Linked DNA regions of Mus musculus: regions 2 and 3 are each linked to region 1. The links are chromatin contacts, called in public HiChIP or PLAC-seq maps. All regions are on one chromosome and are shown on one strand. Each heading gives the region's core, a stretch centred on a gene start, on an enhancer-like site or on the middle of the called end of the contact. The rest is flanking DNA. Distances are from core to core; before and after follow the strand shown.

The links. HiChIP or PLAC-seq counts read pairs in DNA pulled down with a chosen protein or histone mark.
Region 2: a contact with region 1 is called in a FOXA1 HiChIP or PLAC-seq map of pancreatic cancer cells. The contact joins the enhancer-like site here to the promoter of Paxip1 in region 1. A contact is called at or near these places in 1 of 39 promoter capture datasets (cranial neural crest), 1 of 484 Hi-C or Micro-C datasets (liver) and 6 of 115 datasets of contacts at active chromatin or transcription factors (bone marrow-derived macrophages, embryonic stem cells, extraembryonic endoderm stem cells and 2 more).
Region 3: a contact with region 1 is called in an H3K27ac HiChIP or PLAC-seq map of extraembryonic endoderm stem cells, with 4 times the contacts expected there. The contact joins the enhancer-like site here to the promoter of Paxip1 in region 1. A contact is called at or near these places in 2 of 39 promoter capture datasets (the 3T3-L1 cell line and the C10 cell line), 1 of 484 Hi-C or Micro-C datasets (nephron progenitors), 7 of 115 datasets of contacts at active chromatin or transcription factors (the 230-238 cell line, bone marrow-derived macrophages, embryonic limb bud and 3 more) and 2 of 9 other capture datasets (adipose tissue and liver).

What each region holds. Positions count from the first base shown.
Region 1 is chr5:27,790,020-27,792,935 of GRCm38.p6, forward strand. It overlaps Paxip1 (PAX interacting (with transcription-activation domain) protein 1), which reads right to left and starts at 1,531. Exons shown (of 21, transcript NM_018878.3): 1 at 1,180-1,531. The coding sequence starts at 1,260.
Region 2 is chr5:28,035,698-28,038,613 of GRCm38.p6, forward strand. All of the region lies in intron 1 of Gm35223 (a long non-coding RNA gene), which reads right to left. Among named protein-coding and RNA genes, the nearest start is that of Gm26608, 19 kb to the right of the region's middle. Within about 2 kb of position 1,559, at least 166 of the 459 cell types and tissues checked have an H3K27ac peak or open chromatin away from gene starts, as enhancers often do. A contact at or near this core is called in bone marrow-derived macrophages, extraembryonic endoderm stem cells, hepatocytes and 2 more, where this site is marked.
Region 3 is chr5:27,996,440-27,999,355 of GRCm38.p6, forward strand. No RefSeq gene overlaps it. Among named protein-coding and RNA genes, the nearest start is that of Gm17695, 46 kb to the left of the region's middle. Within about 2 kb of position 1,477, at least 11 of the 459 cell types and tissues checked have an H3K27ac peak or open chromatin away from gene starts, as enhancers often do. A contact at or near this core is called in extraembryonic endoderm stem cells and liver, where this site is marked.

The sequences.
Region 1 (2,916 bases), core at 281-2,780:
AGAAACAAGTCTGACTGCGCTGTCCATCTTTTCTCTGTATTCGCAAGGACACTCAAACCTCCTCAAACTGCGCATTACTAATTCCATCTCACAGGAGCCACACTGTAACTATGCCCAGTGACCGTCAGGACTCGGGCCAAGTATACACAAATGCCTTTAATGCCTAGCACACGCACTCCACACAAACAACTTCTTGGACTCAATATCCGTTTAACACTCAACACCTCCAGCACCTCCACCTGTTGTATTTGTAGGACTCAGTATTCAAGGGCACTCTTCTACGGCACTCCGTGTACCAGGCCCGATGCCCAGACTGTACTGGGGTGCTCACCACCTGTGAGCTTCCTCAATCTGTATTACAAAACTTAAAGAATGGGTGCCCTGGCTCTAAACCTTTTAAAGAAGGCACTATTTCAGAATACAAGGGCTTACAAGGGGGATTTTTTTAAAGCACTCAGATTTCACACATAGTTGGGCAAACAGCGCAGCTCAATGTGTTCTTGGTTTTAAGTGACATTTAGTCCAAGGCCCTTATAAGAGCAAAAGTCCTAAAACGAAGAACAAGAAAGGGTAAAAGAAGAAATGTGGTGGTAGTAGTGGGGTGATCGGTACTAGAAAAAGTCAGCTACAATCACTGATCACACAACCGAAGACCCAACGGACTTTGGTTACTAGGATACAAGTATGAGTCTCTGGAAAGCCAAGCTCAGTGGCTCTTGGACAATTCCTTCCTTAGGACCCGTTTAGCTTACATTACCAGACACCGAAGGCGACACAACTGTAAGCATAGTTTAGAAAAGAAATGTTTGGGGCACTGTCCTGAAGATACCACGATCACAGCCACTGTCCTGTGGATGGATTCAGACCCACGATCACACGCACGAATCACGGTGACCGTGTAAGCAAGGGTACCTTCCATACCTACCGTACAATCCACCCTAAGGGAAAAATCAGGGGCCGGGAGGACAGGCCCCTTGGCAAGGGACACGCTCAGCAGGGCCCCGGCAAGATGCTCGGCCGGCCGCTGCGCTAGGTCGGTGCTCGCGAGGCCCTTCCCGCGGCCCTTCGCTGCCCGGCGTGCCCCGCGGCTCCGGCCTGGGGTCCTGCAGGGCGCGCGCGCGACGAGGCGGGGGCGTGCGGGGGGAATGGCCCGGCAGAGGGGCCCCGCGCGGGCGGTACCTGCGGGTCGATGTCGCCCACCGCGTAGTACTTGACCTCGCGGAATAGCTCCTCTGGAACTTCGGGCGCCGGCTCCGACATGATCGCGGCGGCGCGGCGGCGCCCGGCCCCGCGTCACCCGGCCCGCCGCGCCCAGCGTCGTAGCTCTGCCTACTGCCCGGCGGCACAGCCCGGCCCGCAGCCGCAGCTGCACTCGGACCCGCGCCCCCGCCCGTCCGAGGCCCGGAGCGCGGGAGCCGTGCGCGCCCTGAGGCACGTACCACCACACCAGCTCGGCAGGGGAGTATGTGGGACCCTCCCGCCTTGCGCGCCGCACAGCGCTCCTTACACCACCGCTTCGGGCATCAGTGCTGATGGTCTACAATAGTTCGTACGGCACATGGCAGCCTTGTCCCGGCCGAGTTTTCACGACCGAGAACCGAGGACACAGAGAGACTATTTCCCTCACATGGCCGCAGTGGACTAGCCAGGGGGCGGGTCCTGGGCGGGACTCCCGTCACCCCGTGCGGCCACCTGACAGCGCATGCGCCAAGGAGGCGGAGCCTCGGCACGGAAGGGGACCTGAACAATCCAGCGTTCGCTCTTCAGCTGTCGCCAGCGCTGCTGTTGGACAGCACGCGATCCGGCCCAGAGTCAGGCAGACCCTGGCTAATGGTTACTTTCCTTCGTCTGCCCCTTCCGCATCTACTGAGGTAGTTGGCGGGGAACTGATCTTCGATGAGGCAGGTTAAGAGCAAAGTAGGAGCCGGCGACATAGCTCAGCAGGCAGACATCTGCCGCCAATCTGAGTTCGATCCCTGGGACACACGTGATGGCAAGCAAGAACCGGCTCCAGCAAGTTGTTCTCTGGCCTCCACAAGCACACTGTTGCGCACACACGTACACACATTACACACACACTCTCTAAATAAATGTACATTTTTCTACGTGTATTGGAGTTTTCCCTGCATGTATGTATCTGCACCCTGTGAGTGTCTGGTGCCCACAACAGTCAGAAGGTGGCTTCAGGATCCCCTGGAACTGAAGTTACACGACACGTGGGTGTTGGGAACCAAATTTGGAGATGCTGCAAGAGAACCAAGTGTTCTGAACTGCTGAGCCGTCCAACCCTCGGTCAACATAGTTTTTAAAGGTAAACAGCAAAATCTATAAAAATTATCTTAGCAGATAATTATATTAAATATGGATGTGTAAAGTTACAGGAAACAATGACAAGCTGAAACTGCTGTGGGGCGCTCGCAGAATGACAAGTCCCGCAACTCGTGATACTGCTCTTTAATCAAGTTTTGTGTTTTCTGTGACCTTCATGCAGATAGAGTGTTGTTCTTTTTTTTTTTTAAGATGTATTTATTATTATAATATGTACGTACACTGTAGACACATCAGAAGAGGGCATCAGATCTCATTACTGATGGTTGTGAGCCACCTTGTACCTTGTGGTTTCTGGGATTTGAACTCGGCCTTTGGAAGAGCAGTCAGTGCTCTTAACCGCTGAGCCATCTCCCCAGCGCCCCCCCCTCCCCCCCGGGTGTTGATGTTCTTATAGTCTCAAACGAACTCAGAGCAGAGCCATTTTGTTTTACAGCGATCAGAAAATAAGCACCCTGTTTAAGTTGGATAAACTGAGTTCAGTTAGGTTAAAAACAAATGGCTTGGCAATTAGGATCATTTACTGCTCTAGCAAAGGACCCAGATTTGATTCCTGACATCCACACGGATGTTCACAGCCACCTATAA
Region 2 (2,916 bases), core at 309-2,808, 250 kb after region 1:
TGCTCAGGGCTGCTTTGGCTCTCTGAGGTCTTCCACACTTCCACATGTATTTTAAGATTATTTCTTATGATCCTAAGAAAGAATGCTACTAGACTTTTTATTTGAGATTGTGCTGTATTCATAGATTTCTTTTGCTAGGGGAGTCATTTCCTAGGATACATAGAGGTGGGATCATTTTATAGACACTAGCTAGCACATGTTCTCACTAATGGGATGTTGTCCCTGGGTGTTGTATAAATAAAGCTGTTGGATAGGGTCACTTCAGCTTGTCTAATGGCTCAATGGGTCTGTCAGGGCCTCCTGGTCACTCAAGCTCTCCTGGAAGAGAAGGCTGAGTGGAACACCACTCCTTTTAACTCGCCATAAATACAGAGAGGATGACAGGGACCAGAGTCCCCACAGCCCTGAGAACTTCCCCAAGCAGAGCTCCAGATTCACCCTCCACTGATAGTGCCCATCATGAGCAGGGACAGTGGCCACTATCAGGGTCCCAGGTTCATGCCCATTTATGACCTTTGTTCCTGTTAAGAGGTGAACTATGTACTCCTGAAGCTCACATGTCACAGAATTAACCTTTAGTACCTGGAAAGGTGGCCTTAATAGGAGACAGGCTATTACAGGCTGATATAAGAAGACAAAGCAAACCTACAAGGGAAAGATGAAAGAAAGAAAGAAAGAAAGAAAGAAAGAAAGAAAGAGAGAGAGAGAGAGAGAGAAGAGAAGAGAAGAGAAGAGAAGAGAAGAGAAGAGAAGAGAAGAGAAGAGAAGAGAAGAGAAGAGAAGAGAAGAGAAGAGAAGAGAAGAGAAGAGAAGAGAAGAGAAGAGAAGAGAAGAGAAGAGAAGAGAAGAGAAATGTCCACTAAGGTCATCAGCCATAACTACAGATAGAGAGGCCTAAAGGGCTCAAAGAGCTAATCCTTTGAAACTGGGTCCATCTCTCTCACAGTCACAACTGAGACACTATTTACAGTGCTGATGCCACCCTGTCTATAGAACCAGGCATCTCTCATGATGAATTTCCCAACCATCATTGACTTTTCCAGTTTGGGTCAGATCAATTATGCCTGACGCCACCTCTCCCAACATCTACTACTAAGCAGGTAGCACAGGAGGAGGAGGAGGTGTGGAAAGGGAAGTGGGTGGGGACATAGGTTGGAGACACTTATAGAAAAAGAAGACTCTCCAGAGTTTCTACAGAGTGAGGTCATGAGCTGGAGCCCAGATGCTAGGCATCTTAAGGAAGCAAGGGCAGCAATGGAAGTCTTGGGACTTGTCAGTGAAACAGGCAGTGTCTCTAGGAAGTGCAGATTCAGCAAAGCAGACCTGAAACATCAAGGCTTGTTCTTTCTTACTCTGGCCTCTGTGTGGTGCAGAAGTTAGCTGCTGTTCCCAGAGCTAGTTCAGACAATGGAGAATAGACATTATACTCTGCTCTGCAGGTGACAACAGGTCAGCAGACCTTTGTCCCAATAGATCTCTCAGTGGTCAGACACCCTCCAGATTCCCTTATCCCAACATGGTCCTGGCATTTGTCATCAGTGCTGAGACAGTCCAGCTGCCACTTCTCTTGGTTCAGCCCAGTCTTGTGACAGTATATGGGGTGACTCAGCCACTTTTCCTGAATGGTAGTCTTTCCAAGGGGTGTTGCCACTTTGCACTTGGGAGACACAGCCAAGTTCTCAAAAACATCCTGTTTCTGAACTTGGCTCACGAGAAGGAAAGCAGAGAGGTCCGAAACCAGATCTCTGAGCTGCATGGGGTGCTGGGAGGAGTCAGGGTCAGCCAGAGGGCAGGGAGGGGAAGTGGCGTGGAGCTATGTTTAATTAAGGGGTAGGTGGCAAGATTAGTGGCAGATGTGAGAAGAGGGTCTCACATGCCACCTGCAAGAAGCATTTAGAAAACTGGAACTGGGAATCAAAAGTCATCCAAGTCACAGGAGCTCCCCCACATTGCCACACTGGTCTGTGGTGGTAACAGAAGTAGATTCCATATCCAGTGGGCTTTCCTAGAGGGCCTGGAAGGACAGAGCTGGTTCCCAAATGCTGCTTACTGTTACAGTGTGGGAAGGAGGTCAGCTTTCACAATCACAATCCTGCCTGAAAACACAAGCTCTCAAGAAAACGTGTGCTTGCAACACAAGTGCCTGAAGAGGGAAACGGCTGTGCTGTTGTAGTCTCTCCCCTTTCCCCCGCATGTCAATGTGCCAATTGCAGCAGCTGGAAGAATCTGCTGCAATTGGCACATCGTGACGAGAGGGCATAACAGAGCTGTGACAGTGAAGCCTGCCACAGGGTCAGAATTCATTTTTTTCTTCATTAATAATATCCTAATTTGCATCATTAATATGTCATGATCCATGAGCACAGGCAAATAATGGTACAACTGCTGAACAAAAAAATGCCACCTGCGGAGCAAAGAGAACAAACACACTTACATGCAGGAGACATCAGTTCCCCCAAACCTCACCAGCATCAAAACAGCTATTTGAGGAATGCAGAGAGGACTATTCTCCATGGCTCTATGGGAGGAGGAGCTCTGGGTGTACCTACCACTCCCAGGCTACCATTGGACAAACCTGAAAATTCCAAACAAAGCTGATGAGAGCCCGCTGGCTAAGCTCCTTGCCTGGTTTCTCCAGCTGGCCCCAGGCCAAGAGGCGGGATGTTTCAGGCCACAGTGGTGCCACCCCATCAGCCCAGATCCACCTCTTTCTGTGACTGCAAACCTCAGCTATTTTTGGCCAGCCAGCCTGTGTCAGGAAGTGGAACAGGATGATGAGCCCAGAGAAAAAAACACCTGTGGGATGTATTCAGCTATGTGCCAGACTACTGCTGACATTGGAAACTTTGAGAATGCTAGACACAGAGGTCCCCTGGAATCTATACTCCATTCCTTGACTTGAACAACTGAACATAT
Region 3 (2,916 bases), core at 227-2,726, 210 kb after region 1:
ATTTTGCTCCAGAACAAACAAACAAGGGCTGCACTTTGCATCAACACCTTTAATATAAGAGCTGTATTAATTTCCAGAGAAGAAAGTGAAAACAGATGCTTCGATGATGTATGTCCATAAAAAAAAAAAAGAAAGGCTTTGAAAACTGCATGAGACGAAAGGAAGGAGGGAAAGAAGGAAGGAAGGAAGGAAGGAGGGAGGGAGGGAGGGAGGGAGGGAGGGAGGGAGGGAGGGAGGAAAACTTGACAGTGTAGAAGTGAACTCAAAGTTACCAGGTGGAGGCTGAGGAACCAAGTGTGTACCCCTCCCCCATCATTCTCTCCGGACCTAAAGCTCACTGTTACCTTCGGAATCGATGCAGTTTCCTTTACTATTAAGGATTGAGAGAAACCAACACAGCAGCATCAGGACCAGCATGGCAGCTGAGACGGGGCACTACATTTCTTAGGGAGATCCAAACAAACATCTCTTCCCCTCAGACAAGGCCCCTCTAATGCACTAACGGAGTCCACGCAGAGATAACTTGGTGGAGCAATGAGCTCGCTGCCCTTACCTAAAGGAGCCTGAGTTCAGTGACACACTTCCTCCAGCAAGGCCACAGCATCTAAACCTCCTCCAAACACCAACAACTGGGCACCAAACATTCAAACCACCACAAGGATAACCTGCTTTCTTCCTGGAAAAACAAATAGGACCAACCCTGAAACAGCTGTTGAAAGGCACCTGTTTCTCTCCTTCTGAGCCACTGTGTACAGTCCCAGAGGACATCAGTCTCACTGGATTCTGGAAGTGTTGTCTGTGAATTGCCGAGTTCACATATGGCAGCTCATCTGATCCACCGAGGCCCTGGGGCAAGGGAATAAAGCTGCCTCTGTTTCACTTCTCTGCCCTGTGGGCCTGGGGTGACAGGCAGGGGGTCGGAGTAGAGTGCGCGTCTTTTGCTGTGATAAAATACCCTGATCAAAAGAGGGAGAAGGGGGTTTGCTCACTGCTCGAATTTCCAGGTTATAGTCTATGAGGGAGGGAAAGTCAAGGGAGGAGGAACTTGAAGCAGCTGGTCACCTGTGGTTAGTAGCAGAGGGCATGACTGCACACATGCTGCTGCTCTCTTGTAGGAGAGCCTTTCCTCTTTACACAGTCCAAGGCCCAAACCCAGGGAATGGTACTTCCAAGTTTAGGCTAGGTCCTAGGTCCTCCCACATTGGTTAAGGAAACCCAGATAATCTCCTACTGACAAGCTCATGGGCCAATCTGATGTAGCTGGCCTCTCTGATTAATGGGGGAACTCTTTGTTAGTCCTCCAATCTGGATGTCTTCTAGAAACCTCCAACTAGCCTACATTGAGGTCAGTGCCTTGCTGAAATGGCCAGACACACTCGGTGGAGACACCGAAAACTTGGGCATGTGTGGGAGCACGTACTCAGGCTCACCTCCATTGTCCCACCAAGTAAACAGTAACTCGGTGTTGAGATATCGTCAATATTTACCTCTCGAGTTGATATAACCTGGTGTTTACGTCTGTGGTCCACTGAATGGCTTTCTCACTAGCTATCATTACCCACATAGCCCCAGCATGGAGGTCAGCGAAAAGCAGCAGGTCACAGACCCCTCACAGAGTAGAGATCATTGGGACTGCCTTTGCTCTTTGACCTCATAGTTCCTGGGTGGTTCTGAAGGTCCTATCACCTATCAGTGACACTAACTGGCCTCTAGTTGAATGTGAGAAGCATAGAGTGTGTGTAGGTGCTGCCTAAGCTTACTAATGGCAGAAATTGGAGGAGACAGCTTTCTAGTTCAATGGAGTAAATAACAAACTGACTCTATATGGCCACACACACAGCATTTTATAATACACACACACACACAGAGAGAGAGAGAGAGAGAGAGAGAGAGAGAGAGAGAGAGAGAGAGAGCATTTTATAATACACACACACACAGCATTTTATAATAGGGACACACTCTGAGAAATGAGTTCTTGGGTGACCATCCAAACGTACACTTACACAAAGCTAGGTGGAACAGTACATTCACTCCACAGTCTCTTGATACATCCTGGAGTATGGTAAACATGAGATGTATGAGGCTGCTTTGGTGACCTCGTGCACTATTTTATTATATATTACACAGACATATATATGTAATTTTATGTATTTTCATTATAAAGAGAAGAAGCACCCTGTAAAATAACAACAAAACAATAGTGTCTTCAGTAAAGACAGTAGTCCCTCTCTGTCACCCAGTGTCACTGCTGAGCACAGGGCTCCGTTCTATAATGTGGACTGGATGGTATATGATTAGTAGCACAATAGGATGTATCCCACAGCATCCCAGACACCCTAGGCATGCACTGGACTAGGACATGATAGCTGCCACTACAAGATGGGCAATTTTCAGCTCCATTATTGTGGTCTATATGTGATCCATATTGGCTGGTTTGTGTCAACTTGGCACAAGCTAGAGTCATCAGTTGAGGAAAAGCCTCCATGAGATCAAGATGTAAGGCATTTTTTCTTTTTCTTTTTAAAAATTCAACAGTAGAACACTTGGCATGTATTTACTAGGCCCTGGGTTCCAATTCTAGTATAGAGGAGAGAAAAGAATTTGCCTATTTCCCTGCTATATTTTATATATATATATTTTAGATAGTATTATATAGTCCAGGAAGGCCCTGAGCTATGTAGTTTAAGATGACTGAACTGTTCATTTTTTGAGATGAGGTTTTTCTGTGTAGTCCTGGATATCCCATATCTTGCTCTATAGACCACGCTGGCTTTAACCTCAGATCTTCCCGTCTTTGCCTCCTGGTGCTGAAATTGAAGGTGTGTGCCACCATGTCCACTTGGATGAGTGAATTCTTAATTTTCCTGCTTCTGCCTCCCAAGCTTTGGGATTACAGGCGTGTGCAACCTACAGAGC